2 separate regions of the Mus musculus genome follow, and region 1 is linked to region 2. The links are chromatin contacts, called in public HiChIP or PLAC-seq maps. All regions are on one chromosome and are shown on one strand. Each heading gives the region's core, a stretch centred on a gene start, on an enhancer-like site or on the middle of the called end of the contact. The rest is flanking DNA. Distances are from core to core; before and after follow the strand shown.

Region 1 (6,254 bases), core at 3,596-6,095, 280 kb before region 2:
GTCTGTATGTGGGCATATGCATATGAGTGCCGGTGCCTAGAGAGGCCAGAAGTGCCAGATCCCCTACAACTGGAGTTATAGACAGTTGTAAGCTGCCCAGGGTAGATGTTGGGGATTTGATCTGGGGCCTCTGAAAGGAAGCCATTGCTCTTGATGCTGAGCCGTTGCTCCAGCCCCATTGGCAGCTATTTTATTCTCTGATGGAGAATGAGGCTACATCCCACCTGTGGTACCAATACTGACCATTTTGCCCCCCAAGCTGGGTCCTTTCCTCTTTTCTCTCCTGGAGCTATAGGACCAACAAGACTGAGCACCAACTAGCAATGAAAGAGCCTTTGAATTCTTGGTCAAAAACAGAAGTGGGGGCAGACAGTTTTACAAATCAACCTTCTATTTTCTGGGGTGTTATTAAGTTGCCTGGGATGACCTTGAACTCTCTGTAGCCCAGGCTTCCAGTGAATTTGTGTTCCTTGTGTCCCAGCCTTCAAACTAGTAGGCAAGCCTGGGTTTTCTTCATGGTGTGTAATGTGGTGTTCTAACACATATGTATTTGTGAAATGATTAGGACAGGTTAGCTCATCAATACATTCTCCACCACACACAGTGGTGAACACAGGTAAATATACTCGGAGAGCTCCAAGCACCCACGGCAGGCGCAGCGACAATCAGTATGTTCTCAGTGCTGAGCGCTGATGCACCCACCATTAACTGCATCACCAGGCCCTGATGAGCAGAGCCCTCTTCCCTAGGCCCCTGGCAACCGATCTTCTAGTCTGCATCCCCATCTGATAATGCAGCTTGTGTCCTCTGTGCCTGACTTCTGCCACCTAGCCTGACTTCCAAAGCCATTGAGGCCACAAAGCCACAGGCTCTCTTCATCTTCTGGGAGCGGTGAACTGTTTCTTTACAGGGTTGGATCATATGGTGCGTGAGTGAAAGTCTCACCTAGGCTTTCTTTCTTTCTCTTCCCCCTCCCCGCCTCCATTCTTTAAAGGAGAGAGAGAAGGAGAATTTGGGGATAGGACATAGCTCAGTGACCAAACCCTTGGGGAGCATGGGTTCCATCCTCAGTACCCCACTCTCCCCAAATTACTGCGGAAACATCTTGAAGTTTCAGTAAAGGCTTGACCCTGGGTCGGGTGTGGCTCAGGGGTGCAGGGAAGGAGGCCTCCCAGTCCTGCCCAGTCTATATAGTAAGTGTCACACATAAGTGGGCTAATTAGTCAGTCAACACAAAACAACCGTGAGGACCTAGACAGGACAGAGGGGAGGTGATTCCTTCCAGGACACTAAAGCAGCGGTGGCAGAGATACTTCCCACATCATGTGTTCATTGTCCAAACACTTGCATAGGAAAAAGGGGACATTTCACTCAACGGTTCTTAAGTAGTTCTGAGACCTGAGCTGCACAGCTACTGAGGGACAGCTGGGCACAACTGCTGTCTGGCATCTTCTCAGAATACCAGGCAGCCTCAGCCACCCTGGCTTCTCCTAACCCCCAGGGTTCATGCATGGAAGGACAGCTGAGGGGCAGGCAGCCAGAGGTCAGCCCAGGCCCCGAAGCTGGTGGCTGTCTGGGTTGTTTCCTTCCAGGCTGCTCATCTGCAGAGTGCACCCTGTGGGGACCTCTCTGTTCTTTTTATCTCTTGTTGAGCAGCAGCCTCAGGAACTCTTGTGACCCCGAGCATTCAAGTCCTCAGCCCCAGATGCCTTCCTATCAAATACAGGTGATAACACTCGGCCAGGTTGGACACTTGCTCGGGCAGGGTGACAATCTCAGACAGGTCGGGTGGTAGCAGCACAGGCCTGGAATCTCACAGCCACCTGGGCGGCTGAGGGAGAAGGATCGCAAGTTCAAGGCCAGTTGAGACAATTTAGAGAGCCCCCCCACTTAAACTGAAAGGGAGGAAATGGCTGGGGCGGGGTGGGTGGGGATGGTTCAATGGTGGGGGACTTGCCTGGCCTGCATGAAGCCCTGGCTTCAGTCCCCAGCACCAGAAAATCAACAAATAACAAAACCAGAACAAAACAGTTCCCAGGTTGACTCTAATTCTGGGTTTTGGGGCGGGATGGAGTCTGCCCTCTAGGGGACACTGGTTTATCATACCACAAGTAAAGTGGGCACTGGCTGGGGACATCCCTTGTCATCCTAGACAGCTCCAGGGATACCCATGCTCAGCATCAATAGTGAGGTCATCTGCTCCACAAGGCAAACCAAGCAATAGTATTGGCAAGAGGATTCAGTCCTGGCCAGACACTCACTGCCTGTGCATTGTCTAAGTGTTCCAGCAACCAGGGGGAGGGCGTGGTTATCAGTCCATTTTACAGGTGAGAAGTCACCTAGGTGGGACAGCACACACCTACAGCCCTAGCACTTGGGAGTTAGAGGCAGGAGGATCAGGAGTTTGGGGCCAGCCTCAGATGCACAAACTGTCTCTATAACTAAATTATCGAAATAAAGCATCTTGCCAAGGTTTTAGCTGCAGCTAAACGGGCGATGAGCTGGAACCAATCACAGGTGCTTCTCCCTCCTAAGACCACGCCCACCCTCTATGCCATAGGCCAAGCTTCCAGTCCATGTGTTACGGACCTTGGTAAATAATATTTTGCACAGATGCCTGCTCCTCCCTAGCCACATACAAACAAACGCCGTGGGAAGGATTAAAATGCAAATTCCTTGAATGTGTTCATCAATTCATGTAACATTTTTTTGTTTGTTTGGTTTTTTTTTTTTTTTCGAGACAGGGTTTCTCTGTATAGCCCTGGCTTTCCTGGAACTCGCTCTGTAGACCAGGCTGGCCCTGAACTCAGAAATCCACCTGCCTCTGCCTCCCAAGTGCTGGGACTAAAGGCGTGCGCTACCACTGCCCAGCTCATGTTACCTTCTTGGCGCTGGAAATTTTTCTCAACCAAGGAAATCTACACCTAATCCCTACTTACACTGTGAGTTTGGAAGAGAAAGGAAAAAAAAATTTTTTTTTTTTTTTGACAAACAGGGTCTTTATCCTAGGCTGGCTTTGAACTCCCTTTGTGGCTGAGATTAACCTCAAACTCCTCATCTCCCACCTCTACCTCCCAAGGGCTAAGGCACAAGCGTGAGCCATACCTGCTTCACCTTGGACTTTCTGGACCCATGGTAAGTACTCTACGAGCAGAACCATACTCACCAGCCCCGTTTCAGGCACTTTCCGAGAGCTGTTCCGGTGGCAGGATTCCTAACGGGCATCTGTCTACAAACACTGCACTGACTCCTATAAAACCCTACTCTTTGCTGGGCTTCTGAGCAAACTGCCCTCTTCCAGACAAGCGCATCCCGCCGCCCAGGGCAGGTTCTGCAATACCTGAGCAAGAAGCTGAGCAGTCGACACCCACCCCCGCCCCCGCCCCACCCCCCTCCTCTGACCGCTGCCAGCCACATACTCACCCCTGTCTCCTCTTGATGTTTTTCCTCCATCGTTGCTCTGCAAGTGCAGCCTGCGGCTCACCTCCTCAAAGTGCCAGCTGTGCTGTTCGGGAGGGAAGATATTTAGGCTGCACTTTGGCCGTGCCAACTCTCAGCCAATTGCATTTTTATTGCTAGTCTAAGTCAGAATAACCCTTTCAGGCACCGGCAGCGTTTGCCCTGCCTTTCACTTCTGCTTTTAAGTTAAACATGTAGAGTTTGGCTAAGCCAGTGGGTCCCCTGAAACTGTGGACTCAGCGAGGTACCCAGGGGAAACAGCCTCCACTGCTCAAGTCTTCACCAGGCACGGCCTTGAAAAATGACTAGAAAGTGTATTTCTGTCTGGAACACATGGACAGCAACAGCTGTCACCAGCCCTATGCCACATTAGATAATGGGCTAACATATGGGGCTGTAAAGGCTTAGCCTAGTGTTTCCCACCACACCTTCTACTGCCAAGTGTCCCTAGTGGAGAGTCAGTTCTTGCTCAAGCAACCATGATGAAACTGTTATTATCGTTACTATCACTATTATTATTGGTGCTGGAGACCGAGTACGGATTGCCTGTGCTCTAGGGCTGAGCTATCTACCCTGGCCTTAGGTAACGCTGTTTGAGGAGAAAACTTTATTTTGTCTTTTTAAGGAACCCCGAGCGGCCCGGAGAGATACACTTTTCAGTACTGGGAAAGTAGCAAATACCTTCTTGTACTCTTCCTTTGCAGGGCAGGCTAAGTCCCCAGAGGCTGGTGTGAGTCCAGCAATCTGCCCACAAGCTGGTCACCACGGGCTCCGGCGCTCAGCACGTGTTCAACTGCTACCGGACTGACCAGGCCAGGCAGCCAAAACCTGAGCAAAGTCCCACCAGGCCCGCAGATTTTCATCCTTGTTAGACATGCTCCTTTGATTTATTAGCTGTTGCTCGAGTTCAGTCAGCAGATGTCTTTCTTCTTGTCCTTCACCCTTCAGCCGTTTATCAGGAGCCCACTCTGCATCCAGAAGTGTAGATCCGCTCGGGTAGCAATGGACAGTGGGGGCGTCTCCTTCCAGGAAAACTTCCTTGTTTTCTTCCCACTCCAACACGGTGGCTCTTCAACTAAGGCGTGACGGGGCCAGAGAGATTCATGTATTTCAAATAGTTTGAAGAAAAACAAAACCTTCCAAAGAAAATGCACGTAAATTGTAGGTGGTGTCACTTACTTCGGGGGCGGGAGTGAGAGGTGGGGTACAGAAATAACGAGCCGAGTTTACAATCTTGGGAGCGTAGGGAACAGAGGCCAGCTTCTTGGCCCCCAACTATTAATCTTCTCTCTGCCTGTTTTACTGTAAAATGAGATCTGAAAGCTGAGGGTTCAATCCCTGCCTCAACTTTCTCAACAGGGTAGGTGGGTGGGTGGGTGCAGGTCTGTGGTCAGACCCTGAGAGAAGTATTCGGAGTGGGAGTCTGGTTTCTGCGCAGTCGCAGTTCAGCGCGACCAACGCTCATCCTCAGTCCCAAGAGCACTTGCGGTTGAGGTGAGCCGGGGAGGGGTGCGGAGGGGCAGGAGCGGGTAGGGGGCGGGGGCGGGGGAGGGGGCGGAGCTGCATGCGTCCCTGTGTCCCCTGGAGGGAGCTGGCGATTCTGTCTGGTCCTCTGGGCTGGCAACTGCAGTCTGCCCCAAGGACATCCATCCCCAGGGCTCTCTTCTCCAAGAGAGAAGAGAAGGTCATTCTATAGACATGTCTTCTGTGTCCCCTGAAGAACCTGTCCGCAATTTCAGGACCCAGCCAAGCCACGGCCAACAGGGTGGAGGGCTGGAAGGTGGGCAGTGGGCACTCTTAGGAACACAGTACCCTGGGTGCATCTGGTTTGAAAGTGTGTGGATGGATCCTCTTGGTTTTCAGACCTCCCAGATGGATCCGGCCTGCTGAGCCTTCCCTGGCCATCTCGCCCTTGCTTCTGTGGCTTCTGAATGCGGCAGGAAATCCACCGCTGTATCTAAGCTTTGGGATTCATTTTTATGCTTTTGTTTGTTTGTTTGTTTGTTTGTTTGTGTTTTGAGACTGAGTTCCATTATGTAGTCCAGGGTGTTGTGGAATTCACTGTATAGTCCAGGTAGGTCTTGAACCTGAGAGAGCCTGGTCTCGGATTCCCAAATGTTAGGGTTACAGGTCTGAGCCTCTGGTTCAATGGGACCTTTAAAAAGGCCTTTAATAAGCACTAATAAACCCACGGACATTTTGGTGAGTTAAAGAGCACAGAATGAGGCGGGTGGAAAGAATACATGTGACGAATTACTAATATTTCCAGGAATTTGACCTGGGTTTAGCAGCCATCTCTGATAAGAGCCAAGGGATTGTCTTAAAGAGAAAAGGGAGTGGCCAGGTGCAGTTCTCCGGGCTGGACTCTAGAGGGCCTTCTTCCATACCTTTCTCTTGGGGAAGTCATTTGATCCACAGTGGGGAAGGATGTGAGACAGGCCGAGCCCACCAAGCAGCCTCTCAGATCTTTTATATTAAGTTGCTTCTAAAATATTTTAAAATATCTATGTCATTTTACGTGAGTGTTTTGCCTTCATGTATGTGTGTACTGCATGTGGAAACTGGTGCCTGCTTAGGTCGCAAGAGGATGATAGATCCCCTTGAAGTGGACTTACATGTATGGTTCTGAGCCACCATGTGGGTGCTGGGAACCAAACCTGGCTCCTTTGCAAGAAGAACAAGAGTTCTTAACTGCTGAGCCCTCTCTCCAGCCCTTAAATTGCCTCTAAGTAGGGAAATAACTTTGCCAAAAATTCTGGGATGAAGGTCTAGGTCTCAGATCCCAATTCCAAAAC
Region 2 (6,438 bases), core at 3,033-5,532:
TGTGTGTGTGTGTTGGAATGTGAGACGTTTAGCATAGACCTTAGGAAATCAACTCTTGAAATTCGAAATTTGAGATTCGTGGACAGAATGGGCCACGAGGCTGTGCTTGCCTCGGTGAGCTCATGTGATGTTGAGTCGGCCTGGGATTGTCTGGAAGTTAAATGTGAGCCTTCCGAAAAAGGCCAGTCCTCCCCGTGCCAGCTGTTGTTATTCTAAGTGCACTGTAAGCTGACATCTATTTAAAGTCTTCATACCTGGTTCGGGAACACTTCTTGTGTTCCGCTGAGTGCTCTGGACCTTGGACTTCTTTTCCAGCACCAGTTCTATGTCCAGGGTGCTTCCCTCTGCATGCTGACTGGAAAGGAAGACAGATGTGTGTGTGTGTGTGTGTGTGTGTGTGTGTGTGTGTGTGTGTACATATCAAGATCACAGTCATTTGTCTATTGCTGAAACTGGTCACAGGTAGAGACTAGATGACCCTACAAAGGGTGCTGGGGCTTGCTTGGGACAGAGGGGCCAGAAGACTGGATGAAGAAAATTGCTATTGTCACACTAGAGAGAAAACTATCTACTTTACCCCCTCACCCAGTACTTTGGATCCAGCATGCCTATATTAATAAACCCACATGTATAAACCTCAGAGGCCTTTGGAGAATCAGGTCTTGAGAAAGGAAGGAAACCCCAAAATGCTTCTACAAATAAAGGCTTTCACCATCAAACCTGGAGACCCAAGTTCAATTCCCCGAATCCACCTGGTAGGAGAGAACTGAATCCCATAAGTTGTCCTCTGACCTCTACACACACCACCAGCACCAGCACCAGCACCACCACCACAACCACTAAATAAGTATACTAAAAGAAGAGGAGGAGGAGGAGGAGGAGGAGGAGGAGGAGGAGGAGGAGGACAAGGAGGACACAGGAAGGAAACTTTCAGAGATCAGTTAGCCGCTGCCGGCAGGTGTTGTATACATGGTGCCACTGGCTTATAATCCAAGCACCCAAAAAGTGGAAGCAGGAGGCTCATCCTGGGTGGCTACAGAAGAAGAGAAGGGGAGGAAGAAAAGAAGAGAGAGGAAGAGAGACATGACAGAGAAAAGGAGTCTAAAGCCTGAACTAGAGTCAGAGCAGGGAAGCACTGAAGGACTCTGGCTTAACATCCCAAGATCCCTCATTCCTCTAGCAATCTCTCCCAACCTCAGAGCCTCCCCTCCCCTCCCCTCCCCTCCCCTCCCCTCCCCTCCCCTCCCCTCCCCTCCCCTCTGTCTACCCTCTCACCCTAGGCGACTGGAAAGAACAACTCTGACTCTGAATGGCACAGTAGAGCCAGGTGCCTGGACTGGCAGCGGATCTCAGACCAGAGCAAGGCCATGACTGTGGGGTTTGTGCCGGGCTCTTCGCGGTGGTCTTGCAGAGACGGGGCCCTTGGACTGAGGGGAGCAGAGACATTCCAGAGATTTTTCACGTGCAAACAGATATTTCCTTTGTGAGTTTCTAGACTAAATAACACTCCCTGTGTCTAAGGATCGGTGTGCTCTGCTGACCTGGGCCGGTTCTCTGCCGGTGGGAGGAAAGGGGAGCCCTCCTCCTCTGCCCACAGATTTGGAGCCAGAGATGGGGAAGAAGTAAAAAAAAACAAAACAAAAAACAAAAAACAAAAAACAAAAAACAAAAAACGGTGTCCTTATAAGAAAATACCTTCTGCTGCCACATATCTCCTTCAAACACTGAGGAAGTTTGTTGGCAGACCTTGGAGACAAAATGGCAAAGACTTTTCTAAGAAAATGTACCCAGCCCTCTTTACACATCTATATAGGAACACACTTAGCCAAGTTTACTTTCTGAGGGCGAGGGGTCTCATGTATCCCAGGCTGACCTCTAATTTGATATATAGCTGAAGGTGACCCTGAACTTCTGAATCTCCTTCCTCTCTGTCTTGAGTGCTGGGGTTACAGGCATGTACCACCCCACTGCACTGGGTGGAAGTGGTGCTGGGGGTGGAGCCTAGTGGTGCTGGGGGTGGAGCCTAGAGGTGTTGGGGTGGAGCCTAGGGCTTCATGCACCCTAGGGAAGGACCCCCTCAACTAGCCTTGCCATCTAGAGCAGTTTCAGGGTCACAGTCAAATGTGCAGACAGTAGGGAGTTGAGATTACCCACCCTGCACATGAGCTCCTGGGCCATAAACATCCTGAACCCACTGGGACATCCCGTGCCCATGAAACCACGTGACCGCACTGTTATTGCCCCAAGTGTGTATATCACATTAGGGTTCATTGTCAGAGTTTCACAATCCACAAGTATACTTCTGCTTCATTGTATCCTACAAGGGAGTTTCAGTGACCAATAAATTGTGTAAGCCGAGGCTGCATCCCAACCCCAGGCCACTCGGGATCTGTTTCCTGTTTCCACAGTTGTGTCTTTTCCAGAACGTTGGAATCAGAATTAGACAGACTTCTTCCACAGCGATGTGTGTCTCCTTTCTTCTCTTCTCTTCTCTTCTCTTCTCTTCTCTTCTCTTCTCTTCTCTTCTCTTCTCTTCTCTTCTCTTTTCTTTTTTCTTCTCTTCTCTTTTCTTTTCTTTTCTTTTCTTTACTTCCTCCTTCTCTTTTTGAGACAGAGACTCACTATGTAGCCTTGGCCAACCTAGACTTAGATCATATGGACCACAGGGACCCTGAAATCATAAAGATCTGCTCAACTCTGCCTCCCAAGTTCTGAGTTCAAAGGCATGCACCATCACACCTGGCTGCACACTCACACCTGACTTTCTCTTCATATTTCCATGGCTAAACCTCTGATTTTGCTATAGTAGTGACTAATTATCTAGATGTAGTGATTTTCTTTTCTTTTTTTTTTTTTTTTTTTTTTTTAGTTTGTTAACAAGGGAAAGCATCCCAAGAATAGCAGGGGGCTGGTGATCTTAAAGTAAGAAGAAGAAAAAAAAATCCAAGAACTTAGATTCTTAGTGAGTTTCACAATTTATGAATAAATTGTATTATAATAAAGGCTGTAATAGAATAAAAGCAAATCTGGCTTAAATAGAATAACTTCTAAATGGAATTTTTAATTTATTATATGTGTAAGTGTTTGCATATGTGTGTGGGTACACACAAGCCGCCGTGCACATGTGGAGGTCAGAAGACAACTTGCAGGGCTCAGTTTTCTTCTTCCAGCACATGAGTTCCGGAAACTGAACTAGGGTTGTCAGGCTGGACCTTTATCTGCTTGCTGAGCTATCGCCCTCTCAGGCTGCAGTAAGCAAACCATGGCACCAGAGGGCGCCTGACTCACGTAGTCCATAAGAACAGCAGAGCAGGGTATCTTAGCAGGCAGCTGAGGTACAGGTGAGCTCAGCTTACACTGGCAAGCTAAGCAAAGGGTGCCCTGAAGGAGGCCTCCCTCCCTCCTCTCTCCTCTTTATGTTATTTGTGTTCTTTCTTTGTTTGTTATTGTTAGGGGGACAATGTTATGACATGGGGTTCAGAGGGCAGCTTGAGGTCATTAGTTCATTGTTACACAGATCAAGCCCAGGTGCTCAGGCTTGCAAGGCAAGAGCGTCTACCCACTGAGCCATCTCCCCTCTCTCCTGCTCCTGGGGAAGAAACTGAAGCAGGAAGGAGTGGTACAAGTTTGAGACCCGCCTGGGCTACACAGAAAGTTCCAGATCCATGTCTTAGTTTACTGCTGTGAACAGACATCATGACCGAGGCAACCCGTATAAGGACATTTAATTGGGGCTGGCTTACAGGTTCAGAGGCTCAGTCCATTATCATCAAGGCAGGAGCATGGCAGCATCCAGGCAGGCATGGTACAGGAGGAGCTGAGAGCTCTCTATCTTCATCTGAAGGCTGCTAGCAGAAGACTGACTTCCAGGTTAGAATGAGGGTCTTATAGCCCACACCCACAATGACACACCTGCTCCAACAGGGCAGGAGGGCCTTGCTCAGACAAGGGTTAGTTCAAGGGCTAGCCTGGGTTATATAAGAACTCATCAAAAAAAAAAAAAATCAAGCCTAAATAAAGCCAATCCTATCATGAACAAAAGCTACTCCTTCCTGTTCACACTCCCCCCTATAAGAATCCAGCTGGAACCAGTGCCTTGGCTCCCACTGAGCCTCACTGTCTCCAACAGTGGGAGCTGACTGGACCGCACTAGACAGTGTGTTAAACACCACCAGGGCTGCTGAAGCTGTCTCTGCCAGATTCCTAGGAGGACTGCGGGGGTTTCCTAGCCCGTGGGAAGCAGGGCCAGCCTGTGCCTGGAGGCTGAGAGGGGGGAAGTTGGGCAATGCTTCTCCCTCCCACTGCCCGCACAGCCCAGGGCTCTAACTTCCCAAGTTCCCCAGGTCCCTGTGCCAAGGCTGGGGGGTATTTATAGTGCTGGCACATGCCGGGGGAGCCAGCAGAACAGCTGTTTTCTGATATGGGAAAAGGGAGCGATCTCTACTAGGAACTGTAGGAAAATGAGCCCAAAGAGGTCTGCCACTCAATGCTGCCCTCTCTGGGGAGGGGGCTTCAAATCCTGCAGCAACAGCATTTCCCACCCTCACGGCCCAGACAGTTGGTTCAGCTGGTGGCCCCGAATGCCAGGTGCTGAGTGGGCCCTGGGGCCAGGAGCATAAGGCCTTGTTCCTTACAGTGGCCAGGAGGAACAGTGTCGTGGAAACCATGAGTGAACATCCATCCAGTCCTAGGGAGCAAGAACCCAAGAGTCAACATAAGGGATGCAGCTATTCCTGGAGAGTGATGGCGGCGGGTATCAGGAGGGAGGGGGATAATGGGGCGACCCCAGGGCCAGCCAAAGTTTACCTGGCTTTTCAGGATTCATGTGAGAAGGTCAGATAGAATGGAGATTTGTGGGTCCACCCACAGACCTACCCATCCCCTCCTGGGGATCATAGAGGTTGGATACCTCTTCTGGTAGCATCATCTACATGCAAAGATGGTGCAGCTACGCCAGCTGCCTAGCAGAGAGTTGGAAACCACACAGGCTCACACACATGTACATACATACATACACTTACAAACACACACACACACACACACACACACACAGGACTAAAATGAGGATTAGAGCTGGAATAAGGGTCAGGGTTGAGGTAAAAGGTCAAGGGCCAAGTATGTAGATTCTCCCAAGATAGAGTTCTGGGGGGGGGGGGGGGAGTAAACTCTGTACTGCAGGTGATATCCAATCCAGAACCTTCCGCTCTGCAACACACACACTGACACTTCCCACACACCCAAACATGCACACACACACACACACACACACACACACACACACACACACACTGACACTTCCCACACACCCAAACATGCACACACACACACACACACTGACACTTCCCACACACCCAAACATGCACACACACACACACACACACATACACACACACACTGACACTTCCCACACACCCAAACATGCACACACACGCACATACACACATACACACACACACACACTGACACTTCCCACACACCCAAACATGCGCACACACACACACACACACACACTGACACTTTCCACACACCCAAACATGCACACACACACACTGACACTTCCCACACACCCAAACATGCACACACGCACACTGACACTTCCCACACACCCAAACATGCACACACACACACACACACACACTGACACTTCCCACACACCCAAACATGCACACACACACACGTATGTTATATATATTTAGTTCTCCCAAATGCTCTTCTGGGCATCCTTCACTCATGGGGTCCTGTAGACAGCATGATCTGTGACTGGAGGAATTCTTTCACCAGGCCACCCTCCTCTGTCTGGTACCAATGCGGAGTAAGCCCCATCTGTGTTGGCTTAAAGGCCTTAATTGCCGTCTCCTACTTAACAACTAACAGTGACCAAAAAAGAAAACTACCTCCTAAGAGAAGGTGCCCCACTGTCGGGATGGCAGCTTGCGTCAGTCTGATTGAGAGTGGTACCCAACAGCTTTCTGCCAGGGCCATGTCTTGAGAGGCTGTTTTTGTTTTTGTTTTTTTGGAGGAGGGGGTCTTTTATCTTGTTTTAATCTCTGGCAGGTTTGGGTGTTTGTTTTATGACAGTCTCATGTAACCCAGGCTGGCCTCAAACTTGCTATGTCTTAGGATAACCTTGAACTCGTGCGCCTCCTGAGTACAGCTGCCTGGATTTCAAGCATGCACCATCGTGCCTGACCCCCAGGGAGTCTCTTAATCATGCAGAGTCCCATGCTGTCCTCGAAGGGGCTGGGGCTGGTTTTTAGACCTAAATTGAAATGGAAATACAGGAGAGAGGTCAGTTCCTGTTATACTGATATTGAGGATGTTGCCAAACTCAAAAATTGCTCATTTTCCCAAAGAAAAGTCAGTTCCCCCTAAGGAGATCATTTGGCTCTCTGGTAGGAATGGTGAAGGCTAGGCTTTGGCGTTCTGAACTGTGAGACT

The links. HiChIP or PLAC-seq counts read pairs in DNA pulled down with a chosen protein or histone mark.
Region 1: an H3K27ac HiChIP or PLAC-seq map of microglia shows a contact between it and region 2, with 7 times the contacts expected there. The contact joins the promoter of Slc2a5 here to the enhancer-like site in region 2. A contact is called at or near these places in 2 of 39 promoter capture datasets (embryonic stem cells and pre-B cells), 1 of 15 datasets of contacts at CTCF or cohesin (large pre-B cells), 4 of 484 Hi-C or Micro-C datasets (the 63-12 cell line, bone marrow-derived macrophages, cerebral cortex and 1 more), 4 of 115 datasets of contacts at active chromatin or transcription factors (cardiomyocytes, embryonic stem cells, large pre-B cells and 1 more) and 3 of 9 other capture datasets (adipose tissue, embryonic stem cells and macrophages).

What each region holds. Positions count from the first base shown.
Region 1 is chr4:150,117,935-150,124,188 of GRCm38.p6, reverse strand. It overlaps Slc2a5 (solute carrier family 2 (facilitated glucose transporter), member 5), which reads right to left and starts at 4,845. Exons shown (of 14, transcript NM_019741.3): 1 at 4,639-4,845; 2 at 4,141-4,534; 3 at 3,424-3,505. The coding sequence starts at 3,453.
Region 2 is chr4:149,838,930-149,845,367 of GRCm38.p6, reverse strand. No RefSeq gene overlaps it. Among named protein-coding and RNA genes, the nearest start is that of Gm42354, 51 kb to the right of the region's middle. Within about 2 kb of position 4,282, at least 62 of the 459 cell types and tissues checked have an H3K27ac peak or open chromatin away from gene starts, as enhancers often do. A contact at or near this core is called in adipose tissue, bone marrow-derived macrophages, cerebral cortex and 1 more, where this site is marked.